Linked DNA regions of Oryctolagus cuniculus: region 2 is linked to region 1. Evidence: chromatin contacts called from public Hi-C data. All regions are on one chromosome and are shown on one strand. Each heading gives the region's core, a stretch centred on a gene start, on an enhancer-like site or on the middle of the called end of the contact. The rest is flanking DNA. Distances are from core to core; before and after follow the strand shown.

Region 1 (6,366 bases), core at 2,110-4,609:
TTTTATTTATTTATTTGAGAGGTAGAATTACAGAGAGAGGGAGAGACAGAGAGAAAAGTCTTCCCTCCCTTGGTTCACTTCCCAGATGGCTGCAACTGCCAGAGCTGTGCCGATCCAAAGCCAGGAGCCAGGTGCCTCTTCCTGGTCTCCCACGCAGGTGCAGGGGCCCAGGGACTTGGGCCATCTTCTACTACCTTCCCAGGCCGCAGCAGAGAGCTGGATTGGAAGAGGGCAGCTGGGACTAGAACCTTTTAAACTGAGTCCACAGGATGAGTGTGAGTTAGTCTGTCCTAAGGGGAGAAAGGACTTTCTAGGCAGAGGAATTAACACCTAGCAGAAAGGAACAAGGTGCCTCTTGGGAACTGAAAGCCAGTCAGGCTGAAGATGTTGCAAAGACGACTTAGCACCTTCCCTCATTAGCCCTCCCAGCGAAGATCTATCTCACATGCTCTGACACACTGGATTTAATAGCATGGAGGTCAGGCGGTCTGCGACTCAGGAAATTAAATAACTCAGATTACAGGGCTAGAGAAACAGAAATAATCAGTCAACATCTTTTAGAATCTCTGAAATAACTGCCCTGCAGGATGAAAAGTTGAACAGGAAATAAACCATTGGAAACAGAAACACCGGGGTTCGTGGCTAGAGTGGAGTAGCCTATACATAGACGTAAGCCAGGGGTCACAAAAGCAAGCACTTGAGAGACTGACAGGTGATATCAACAGAGAAACAGGCTAAGTGTAGGACAGTAGGGAAAGGTAAGGATTATGGAAAACCAGAAAACTCTTGCCTTGACTAAAAGGACATCTGTTACTCATCTCTCACTAATTCCTGCCAACTTGAAACTGAAGGCCAGTTGTACTAAATCCTTTCTCATAACATATGCTAGCAATGTCAGCTTCCTCCAGCCTCTGTAGCTCACTCTTCCCTACTGCACAGCAGGCCAGAAGTTGCCCAGGAATTTCCACCATGGTTACCTGTCCTCCCCCACAACGTATCAGCCCCCAGACAAGGATGATGGGTTTGGTTGATAATACTCTAATACCTTTGCCTTCCAGGCAGAATAACTATGAGCTGCGCATTCTGCATTTTCCCTGATGTAACCCAGGAGTACTAAGCTGTCTTGCTATCTGATAACTTACCCTTGGGCCAGCACCATGGCACAGCAGATTGAAGCCCTGGCCTGAAGCGCCGACATCCCATATGGGCGCCAGTTCTGGTCCTGGCTGTTCCTCTTCTGATCCAGCTCTCTGCTGTGACCTGGGAAGGCAGTAGAGGATGGCCCAGGTCCTTGGGGCCCTGCACCCACGTGGGAGACCCAGAGGAAGCTCCTGGCTCCTGGCCCCTGGCCTTGGATCGGCACAGCTCCAGCAGTTGCAGCCATTTGGGGAGTGAACCATCAGATGGAAGACCCTTCTCTCTCCCTCTGCCTCTCTCTGCCTCTCTCTGTAACTCTGTTTTTCAAATAAATAAAATAAATCTTTAAAAAATAGATAACTTACCTTATTTTTATAAGATTTATTTTATTTCTTTGGAATACAGAGATATATATACAGAGGGAGAGACAGAAAGACCTTTCACCTGCTGGTTCATTCCCCAAATTGTCATCATGACCAGGGCTGAGCCAAGCTGAAGCCAGGAGCCTGGGACTCCATATGGTGGCAGGGGCCCAAGTTCTTGGACCATTTTCCACTGCTTTCCCAAGTGTTTTAGCAAGGAGTTGAATCAGAAGCAGAGAAGCCAGGACTGGAGCTGACACTCCAATACGAAATGCAGGCATCCCAAGCAGCAGCCTAACCTGCTGTATCACAACACTCACCATGAAATTTAGATTATTTAATATTAAAATTTCCCAACTGAAATTGTAGATATCAACAAAAATAAATCTGAAGGCTGTATTTGGCCAATAGACCATCAATTTGGAATGCTGACATAAACTAAGACTTTGTCTTTCTTACAGCAAGCACTCAGGAAAGGAACACATAACTAAAGTGTTTGAAAGCTGGATGAGAAAGTTCTAAGGATGGAGACTTATGCCAAATAGAAATGACTGCTTAAAATAAAGGGAATTCAAGAAGGACTCAGCAATGATGAATGTTCCTGCTAGAACAGCAATTCTTACCCATGGCTCCCTGCTGCAAGCTTCCTCATTTGCATCTGTCCTGGAAGCCACCACTCCCACCAGGGTAAGTCATATGAAGGCCCCATGGGAAGTCTGAGGGCTGAGACAAGCCCAGCAGCCCACAGAGAGGCACCCTAGCAGCTACACACCAAACTGGTTCTGTAGCTATAGCGACAAGCCAAGGCCTGCTGGCTGCAGGGTCCACAGAATCAGACTTGTCTGCTACCCAGTCCACAGCCCTCCTCAGGGCCACAACAACAGCTGCTTACTCTTAGCCCAGCTCACCTGACCTCTTGGTACAAGGAGAAATCCCAAGAGTGCAGGCATGAGAGCCCCGAGAAAAACAGAAAGCCCCCTCCCCTGGCACCCTGAGCCAAGCCAGTTTTCTAAATAGTCATCCAATTCAGCCACCCAAAGTGCTGACAGCAGGCCCTGTCATTCTGGTGCTGCATAAAGACAGGCCAGACCGTGGAGGGTGGAGGACTGTGCCTGGCTGTGATGCCCAGACAGGCCCGCGGGTAACAGCAGCACCTCATGCCCCAAGCCCAGTCTTGAGCGGTGTTTGCAGAGCCTGTGCTATTTTAAGTTACTTTGCCATCACTGCAGGCAAACTGGACTGGAGGAGTCTGATTAGAAGAGAAAGAACCGGTTTAACAGAGCTGGGGAGTGGGGCTTGCTTCCCTGGGTTGGCACCATTGCACCAGGCAAATGAGCCTGTGTCAAGACTCCTGGCTCAGGACTGGGTTAGGATTTCAGCACTGCTTCAGAGCAACTTGTCAGATGAAAAAAGAAAAGAAAAAAAAAAAAAAAAAGACTCGAAGACTCTGAGGTGCAGGGCCAAAGGCTGGAATTCTTGTCTGAGGCATAATCATGACAACAATAATCTGTTACCACAGCTGTGCTTTATGGTTTGCAAGGTACCATCATAGACATTATCTCTTTTGATCCTTGCTGCAGTTCTATAGGGCACACAGGTTTTATCCATCTCCCTGAAATAAAGGGAGTCTAGGTGTCACCATGGTAAGTGACTTGCTTACTGTCAGTCATAAGAAAGTGGCAATGGCAGGCCCTGAATCAATTGTGGAAGGTATGGGGACCCAGAACTGTGCACCTGGAGGGCTTCACAGAGACAGGGGAACTCCAGGAATGAGAGGGAGCCCTGACCTTCTGCTGATGGCCCCAGGCATTATGAGGCATGGATCTGGGGTCTGAAGAGGGAACTCGCACACAGAGCCTCTAGGTGGTCTGGCACCACCAGACTAGGGCGTCACAGGGACCTCAGGGTAGCTTTGTCTGCTCTCTTAGCTGGTGGGTGGGAAGGGTTTTTCTGTTCCCCTCGTGCCGCCCCCTGAGTCAGCTCCCTGGCATTGCCCTGGCATGTCCTGGGCCCCACGCCCAGGCAGTGAGGAGGCACTGGCAGATTGCCTGGGGAACACTGCTGTCTTTAATTCAAGCCAAGTCCTAATTCTGAACCCCCCTCCCCAGAGACACCCCAACAATTGCCACACTGGGGGCCATGACTTATAGGCACCTGGCCCTTGGACTTCCTGCTGCAGGTGTCACTGGGCACATGCCTCTACCTGACAGCCATAGCCCGAAAGTGGGGTGCAGTAGCCAAATCCATTTAATGGACTTTGGCTGAGCCAGGCTCCTACCCTAGAACCCTGCTTGGGTTTCTGGTCACATCCAAATAGCTAGGGAGGGAGTTGTTTTTGGACAGAAAGGGGGAAAGCGGAGCCAAGACTCCAGCCTGAAGCTGCCTCAGCTCTTTCTGGGGCTCTGACTCAGAAGCTGCTTCTCAGGAATGTTGAGCTCAGAGGCCTCTGAGTCCCTTGTCCAGGCACAGCAGAATGACAGCTAGGTGCGGAGGGGCTTTGGCCTGTCCATCTGTCCTCTGAGAATACTCCTTGCAAAGAAACCCACTGCTGGGCCTGTTGAGGGCAGCTTCTGGAAGGCCCCAGCCAGCTTGCTCAGGAAGGCAGTCTTTCCAGACCCATCAGGCCCAGCAGCAACTGCAACAACCAACTTGCACTCATAAAAATGCTGCATTGCGTGGGAGTCTGTCTTCTTCCTTCTATCTTATCTCTCCAGTTTTGTTGTAACCATCTCTTTCTTCTCTCTGTTTTACCTCTCCAGTGCTGCTCTAACTTCCCTGACCACATGCTTCTGGGTGAAAAAAAAAAAATGCCCTGAATACCACATTTCATCTCATATTCACACAATATTCATTTCGTGAATATGTTGATTGACGGACGATCTGAGAAAAAGGAACTAAGACAAGAAAGAGGCAAAGAGAAATCAGTGAGAAAGCCAGCAGACTGACTCACACCCCAAAATCTGGAGTATCTGCTTGTTTCCCAGGCTGCTTAAAGAAAGGAAAACAGCAAAACAGCATCAGGTTGGCCTGGCGCTTCCTCATCTCCAGTGCCCACCTCTACCTCAGACGCCTCAGAGATGCCCAAAGACACAGGGAATCCTTCCACATCCGTAGAGGAGTGAGCTCTGCAGTGTCTTTCCAAAAGCTGGCCAAGGTTCTCTTTTTCTTTCTTTCTTTTCTTTTTCTTTGACGACGGCCTCCTTTCCCTCAAGCAGGTAGCTTTCCCATGCGATATCCACAGTGCAGAGAAACCCAAGAGCCAGCCCTGGAACAGAAATCACATCAGCAGCCTATCACACAATGCAACAATTTCAGGCGTGCTTACCTCATTATATCCTGACAGCTGGGAGAGCAGGGACAGAGTCTGCATTGTTCCCCAGACTCTAACACTCTGTGTGGTACACAGCTGGTGCTTCGTAAGGCACTCAGTGTCCATTTGCAGACCTGGCAAATTGAAAGACGGCTGGAACCAGCCGGGACATCATGCTATCCTGCTGCCACCAGCTGTTTTCACTCTGGAGCTCATCTCTGGTATAAGACTCTGATGATCTGTGGGAAGAACCGCAGACTGTCTCTGAGGCCTTGGGTTCTAGGATAGACTTGGGGTTGGAGATGACCCCTGAGGTGGGGTGGGCTGAATTGCTGGCTCTCTAAAACTGGGCTTAAGGCGGCCTCTAGTGGACAAGCAGAATCACTGCCCTTTGGGGTGGAAGCCCAGTTCCCTCACCCAGGATCTCCTTGATCTCCCTCGTTGGGACCCAAATCAAGAGCAGTCAAGATGGCACCACCAGCAAGAAAAGTGGGCCATAACAACAATGGACCAGCCATCCAACAGACCCAACTGCAGAAGCACTCGTTAGGTGCAGCACAGAGTGCTCTGGGGAAAGCTGGGAAGAGAGAAGCAAGGGAACTATGAGGAGAAAAGGACAAGGGCTCTTCCCTCAAGGAACCTATGAGCTAAACCAGGAGGCAAAAATTAACATTTTTAAAAAGTGGGCCAGCAATGAGGCTAAATAGGCTAATCCTCCGCCTAGCGGCGCCAGCACCCCGCGTTCTAGTCCCAGTCGGGGCACTGGATTCTGTCCTGGTTGCTCCTCTTCCAGTCCAGCTCTCTGCTGTGGCCAGGGAGTGCAGTGGAGGATGGCCCAAGTGCTTGGGCCCTGCACCCGCTTGGGAGACCAGGAGAAGCACCTGGCTCCTGGCTTCGGATCAGCGCGGTGCGCCAGCCGCAGCGGCCATTGGAGGGTGAACCAACGGCAAAGGAAGACCTTTCTCTCTGTCTCTCTCTCTCACTGTCCACTCTGCCTGTCAAAAAAAAAAGTGAGGGGCCGGCGCTGTGGCTTACTTGGTTAATCCTCCCATATGGGCGCCGGGTTCTAGTCCCAGTTGCTCCTCTTCCAGTCCAGCTCTCTGCTGCGGCCCAGGAAGGCAATGAAGGATGGCCCAAGTGCTTGGGCTTCTGAACCCGCTTGGGAGACCAGGAGGAGGTACCTGGCTCCTGGCTTCAGATCGGCCCAGTGCCGGCCATGGCAGCCATTTGGGGAGTGAACCAACGGAAGGAGGTCCTCTCTCTATATATATATAACTCTACCTGTCAAATAAATTTTTAAAAAATTATTTATAAAAAAAAAAAGTGAGCCTACAATCAGGTGTCAGCCATTTCAAGGGCTACATTCAAGGAATCAGTGCAACTTCTTTGTGCCTCAGTTTTCTCATCTGCAAAGTGGAGATGGAGCTGGCATTGTGGTGCAGTGGATTAAGCCACCACTTGCAACAACAGAATCCTATACTGGAGTGCCTGCTTGAGGTCTGGCTGCTCAGCTTCTAATCCAGCTTCCTGATAATGCAAGTAGGAAGGTGGAGGGTA
Region 2 (6,366 bases), core at 1,893-4,392, 250 kb before region 1:
AGCTCTCTGCCCTGGCCCTGCCACCCACCACCAGCCCAGACGGAGAGAATGAAAGGAAGTGCCGGCTGCAGGGAAGCACTGTTGCTCGGCTCCCTGCAGGAGACCTAATTAGGTCCTCTACCAGCTTAAGAAACAACATCTACTGATACGAAGTATGAGAAAAGTAATCAAAGAAAGTAAATCAAATGGTTGTCTTGATATGCTGTTTCTAAAGTCAAGGGATTTCTGATACTGTTAGTTGGAATAAATACCAAAATATAACAAATACAAGTACTTTGTTTCTAGGATTTGTATCTGCAAATAACTTCTTCCTAATTCATGGGAAAAGAAAAAGAAAAAGAATACAAGCTAAGTGAAGGCAAGAACCTGGATGAGACTCACCACTTCGGTTTTGCCATTATCAGCCAGGGACACTTCCAAGTCTCCTCCCCACAAGCTGTCCAGGTTCTGTTACCACACTCACCACCAATCACTCACCACATCCACACTTACCAAAGCCAGCTCTTCCGCTCCAGTCACTCACTGCCCATCACAGCAAGCCAGTGCCACAGCCACTGACTGACCCATGCATATTATGAAACCTCGAGACTGAGATGCAAAGTCCGTATCCACCTCCCACTAGGCTCCAAGTAAAGGCTGAGCCAAGCCACCTCACGACCGAGGCTCTAGAATACAGGCCATCTTTCTCTGGCTCCTGCCCCAACACCATGCGGCCCCGTTCTCCCCACCCCTCTGAGTTGACTTACACGGAGCTGTTCGAGATCTGGTGGGGGAGGCGGGAAGTCAGGCTCCTGAGGTTGGAAGGCTTCTCTGACCTTGGCCACGGCTCCCAGGATCCGGTATCCCGAGTCCAGGAAGCTCTTTTGCAGCCCTAAAAACAAGACACCCTCCTTTTCAGCTGAGCAGCCCAGTGCCCTGAAGTACTGTCTGTGCAGCAGGGCTGGTTTCCAGTAACAAGAGCTGCACGTGAGGCTGCCAGTGAACACAGGGAGTGACTGGAGGGGAGCAAGGCAGGGCCTGCGCAGGGCAGGACGTGTCACAAGCCAACTGTTCCTGTCGTGTTCGGGTGTTTTCTTGGCGCTACTGCTTAACAAGTCTTCAGGAGACTCTGGGGTGTGGCCATTTGGGGCTCAGGCAGCCCCCATCCCCGCTCTTATGATGAGGTAGTCAAGAGGGAAGTGTGCCTGACTCAGCACCTGGGAGATGTCAGTTTCAGGCTGGATGGAGAGTCCCTCGCAGTCCTCTCTCCCTGCTCCTTGGCTCTACTCGCCACTCAGCATGTTAACCCTTACAGTGGGCTGTGGCGGCCAAGTCCAGGCGCCTGGAATTCTGGAATCTAGTCAAGGCATCAGAAACTTGAATTAGGAAACTAAGCTTGTCATTAGTGATGGCAGACTGAGGATATTAGATTCTGCTTGGGTTGGGGGTAAATAGGACAAGCACTCTTTCAAACTGACTGGATTCTACTCATAGAAATGGCTAGAAACACTGGATGCTCGGAACCAGAAGGATTTCAGGTGATTCCAATCAAAGGAGTGGCCCCAATTAATATCTGCTTTAGGAGCATGGAAAAATTGATCAAATTACTGCTGAAGAAAATCCAGATAATTTGATGCAGGATCTAACAGATCCAGAAGTCAACTAAAGCCTTCCAGAATGGATGGAAATAGAAAACAGTTTGCAAAGAAAACACATTTAAAGAAAATCCCAAAACAAGCAGGTTTTTAGCCTAGCAGTTAGGACAGCCATCCCATATCAAAGTACCTGGGTTCCATACCTGCCCACCTGTGGCTCCTGACTCTAACTTCTTGCCAATACAGACCCTGGGAGGCAATGGTGATATCTCAAGAAACTGGGTTCCTGCTGCCCACATGGGAAAACTGGATTGAGTTCCCAGCTCCCAGCTTTGGCCTAGTCCAGTCTCAGTCTTTGTGTGCATTCGGGAAGTGAACTAGCATATGGGAGTGCTCTCTCTTTCTCACTCCATCTGTGTGTGTGTGTGTGTGTGTGACACTGCCTCTCAAATAAGAAAAGAGAAAAAGGAGAGGAGAATAGCATAAAAGACATTATGCCAGTTATATAACCTAAATGGGTGATAAACTGGTTGCCATGCACCTTTTTAGAAAATTCCAAAATAAAGACTGAAGAGGGCCAGGAGCTATTTAGCCAGACAACATTAAAGAAGCAAAGAGAAGATGATCCAGAAGACACTAGCTGACCACAAGCCCATCAACACTGCAGAGACTACAGACTAGGCATCTATAGTTTTTGTGCACAGGCCTTGTATTTGGTGGCTGTAGGGTACATATTCTCTCACCATCTTCCCTGAGTTAACCTAGCTGAGGTGAACCACACCATGCGTTGTTGCTTACCAGGGTCAGAAATGTTTCCAGCCACAGCCTTTGCGTCCATCACCATTGGGGAGATGGTTTTGCTCAGTTCGTCAGAGGCGGCTTTCACAGCCTCACGGAACTTGGGATCCTCAGAGTTCTCCACCTCTCTCTTAGCCACCAGCAGGATTCGGTTGGCCCGACGAGCAATGCTGGTTGCCCCCGCGACCAGCATCTGCGGCTGAATGTTGGCCATGGCTACCTTACACTTATCCAGGTCTTTTTTAATAGCTTCTTCGGAAGCATCCAGCAGAGATTTGGTATCAATGGCTTCGTCGACCAGCCCTGTCAGAACAGAAATGGAATTTGGTTTCTGTTTTACAAGAACAGAGCCTCCAAAACACTGTTGTCCACTCCGGTTTCTCCTGAGAAAGTGTAACACCCAGAATTTTCTCCTTCAGCTCCAAGTTTTTTCTATGCAGTCAAAAACTTCCAGGAACACCACAGTATAAAAATTCAGTGAGGACACAGCCAGAAGCCAAACGGACTTGCAGCATTTATACCAACCATGGGCACTGGCCTTCTCGCATCTACAGACAGCCGGCAATGCAGCAGCATCAGGAGTAAGCAAGGATTGCGTCTGACACCGGCACCGCATCGCCACCATGTTATCTGTTAATAACATTTCCTCCCTTCTCGTCTCACTCCCCGGCCATCTGTTGCTTGTTGGCAGCTTGTGGTGCCCAAGGTGAGCCACGCGCAGAACTCCAAGAACCCTAACCGGCGGCTCTGGTTTCCGTTACCTCTTCAGACTCCTCAGGAGCTCCACTTTCATTTCTGGCTGCTACAGCCCCTGTCACAGCAGGTCCTGCACAGGCAGGGAAGAGCCTACATTCCGCGCTTCGTCCCTTCCTGCCTATCCCTCCCTGCACAGAGAATGAAGAAGATTCAGAGGTGCCACTTCAGTCGAACGGGCACAGGTTCGCGGGTGGCTGGTTTCTCCCTTTTTAAAAAACAGCATGGTCGATAAAGTCGGAGGGAACTCTGAGACAAGTTGTATTAAATGGTAGCTATTGTGGTTCCTTGAAATGTGAACCGACTGAAAATGACAGGGAGACTTACTGTATCCAAAGACACCGACTCCCAGCCTCTGAAACCAAACTCTGGCTCAGACTGGGCAAAGACACTATTCAAAGAGAAATAGGAACTGTAACCATAAACATCACACTGGGAGGGCAGCATTAAAATAAAAGGCTCAAAGAGTCTCTCTTCCGACAAAGTTGCAAAGCTTGAATCAGAAGCCGCGGCTGCTCGGCAGCCCTAATCAGGGCCAAGTTCACTGCTGAGCACATGACTGATCCTTTATCCCACTACAGCTGAGTAACTTAACCGGTCCTGCTCAAGTTTCTCAGAACTCATTCCTCACGGATTAGACAACAAGCACTGCACACAAAACTCTACCTGTCATCTTCTCCACATTGTCAATCCACTGGTTCTTCATGGTCTCAAAATGTTCATAAGCTGCTTGGTTTCCAGGATTCCTAAGTAAGATGCGAGCCGCTGAGACAACCTGGCAATGACAACGCAACATTTAAACACCCGAGTACCCCTCACACCCAAAATACAACCTTCAGAGACACTTCTCCCTCTTTGCCTCCAGGTGGCGCCAGAAAACCTAAAACCGCCTTTGTCAGACTGAACACATTCGGTTTGCTCTTACAGCTTCTCAGAATGGGGCCTCCACTCAAAGGTTTGATTTTAAGAGGGTAAAAAAGTGACAAAGTGAATGTATGTTCACATGAGACTTCAGAAGAACATGTACAAAACTGACATATATGTAACCTTGGATGTCAACTCTTCCATCTAAAGAGGCACCCTTAACAAAGAAACGGAAAACCTACTCAAAACTCATTTAGGAATAATATTAATAAAAATACATGTTGACAGTTAATAAAATGCTTTCACATCCATTATCTTTTCCCTCCCACATTTATTATCTTACTGAATCCTCACAACAGCCCTGTGAGAGACACAGGACAGGCAATATCTTCACTTTGTAGATGCAAAAAACAAGACTCACAAAATCTAAATGACTTGCTCAAGAAGTCCCAGCTAATTAGCAACAGCAGGGGACTGGTGCTGTGGCATAGTGGGTAAAGCCGCTGCCTGCAGTGCCTGGGAAAATAGTGGAAGATGACCCAAGTTCTTGGGCCCCTGCACCCCAGTGGGAGATCTGGAAGAAGTTCCAGGCTCCTGGCTTCAGCTCAGTGCAGCTTCAGCCATTATGGCCACTTGGGGAGTGAACCAGCAGAAGGAAGATCTCTCTCTCTGCCTCTCTGTAACTTTGCCTTTCAAATAAATCCTTAAAAAAATTTAGCAACAGCACTTGGGGAAGAAGGAAATGACATTTACTGAGTACCCATTAATATGCAGGCCATATACAATGCACTGTTTTTTTTGTTTGTTTGTTTTTTGACAGAGTTAGACAGTGAGAGAGAGTGAGAGTGAGAGTGAGAGAGAGAGAGAGAGAGAGAGAGAGAAAGGTCTTCCTTTTCCATTGGTTCACCCTCTAAATGGCCACTACGGCCAGTGCGCTATGCTGATCCAAAGCCAGGAGTCAGGCGCTTCCTCCTGGTCTCCCATGTGGGTGCAGGGCCCAAGCACTTGGGCCATCCTCCACTGCACTCCCGGGCCACAGCAGAGAGCTGGCCTGGAAGAGGAGCAACCGGGACAGAATCCAGCGCCCCAACTGGGACTAGAACCCAGGGTGCCGGCACCGCAGGTGGAGGATTAGCCAAGTGAGCAGTGGCGCCGGCCACAATGCACTGTTACTCCTCAAAATAATCAGTTAGAAATGAATTAGGCCCATTTTACAGATAAGGAAACTAAGCCTTAAGGTCACAGAGGATTCAAACCCAAGTATGTCTCCAAAGTCCTCATTCTTTCCATAGTTGGTGGCATAAGTAGTTTTCTGATTCTTTTTTAGGAATCTCCATTTCATACTGAAATCCGTGCTTATTGTCCCATGTTTTATGGATATATTTAAAGAAAGTTAGACACGTTCATATTTTATGAAAAAAAATTTTTTAAATTTGGATGAAACCCTCTTTTCAAGAGAATCTAATGTGTTAATCTGTTAACACGCCACATAGGCAAAAGTTGATTAAGAGATGTGCTTATTTTCTCCATTTCTCCCCGTAAGTCCCCACGTAAGCCAGCCTCACATATTTGTAAAGCTTATCACATTTCCTAGTGTTACCACAAGTACTAAAGAAATATCTTCTGAATAAATCAATGAAAAAATGGATTTTCCTATAATTTGAATAGAAGAAAAACTACAGAAGCATCACAGTAAATGATGCTGATCTGATATTTTTAAGAAAATCAATCACTTAATAGAGCTTTAATTCCTGTCCAACTGGCTTTGCTTCAAATCTTTTATTCCCAAACTTACTAGTTATACCTTGGTTATTTATTTTTATTTTATTTATTTATTTATTTTTTTGACAGGCAGAGTGGACAGTGAGAGAGAGAGACAGAGAGAAAGGTCTTCCTTTGCCGTTGATTCACCCTCCAATGGCCGCCGCGGCCGGCGCGCTGCGGCTGGCGCACCGCGCTGATCCGATGGCAGGAGCCAGGAGCCAGGTGCTTTTCCTGGTCTCCCATGGGGTGCAGGGCCCAAGCACCTGGGCCATCCTCCACTGCACTCCCTGGCCACAGCAGAGAGCTGGCCTGGAAGAGGGGCAACCGGGACAGAATTCGGCGCCCCGACCGGGACTAGAACCCGGTGTGCCGGCGCCGCTAGGCGGAGGATTAGCCTAGTGAGCCGCGGCGCCGGCCACCTTGGTTATATAATTAATTATACATCTTGGTTGTACACTTAACTAGAAAAAATAAAATAAATTATGGAAACAACTGATTTTTCTGTTAAATCAAAGAGATAATAAAGAAAGATAGAAACTTAAACCAGTTTCTCAAAATTAACCAAATATTTTCCTAATTATATGAGTGTGATGAGAGGGTGCTTTACTAGTTT

What was found. A called contact is a pair of places that touch in the nucleus more often than the background predicts.
Region 2: a Hi-C map of an unstated tissue shows a contact between it and region 1, with 5 times the contacts expected there. The contact joins two enhancer-like sites. A contact is called at or near these places in 2 of 6 Hi-C or Micro-C datasets (ear pinna and an unstated tissue).

What each region holds. Positions count from the first base shown.
Region 1 is chr15:64,918,339-64,924,704 of mOryCun1.1, reverse strand. No RefSeq gene overlaps it. Among named protein-coding and RNA genes, the nearest start is that of CAMK2G, 17 kb to the right of the region's middle. Within about 2 kb of position 3,359, at least 4 of the 8 cell types and tissues checked have an H3K27ac peak or open chromatin away from gene starts, as enhancers often do.
Region 2 is chr15:65,164,432-65,170,797 of mOryCun1.1, reverse strand. VCL (vinculin) reads right to left here. Exons shown (of 21, transcript XM_002718406.5): 15 at 3,792-3,900; 16 at 2,373-2,675; 17 at 747-871. Among named protein-coding and RNA genes, the nearest start is that of AP3M1, 40 kb to the left of the region's middle. Within about 2 kb of position 3,142, at least 1 of the 8 cell types and tissues checked has an H3K27ac peak or open chromatin away from gene starts, as enhancers often do.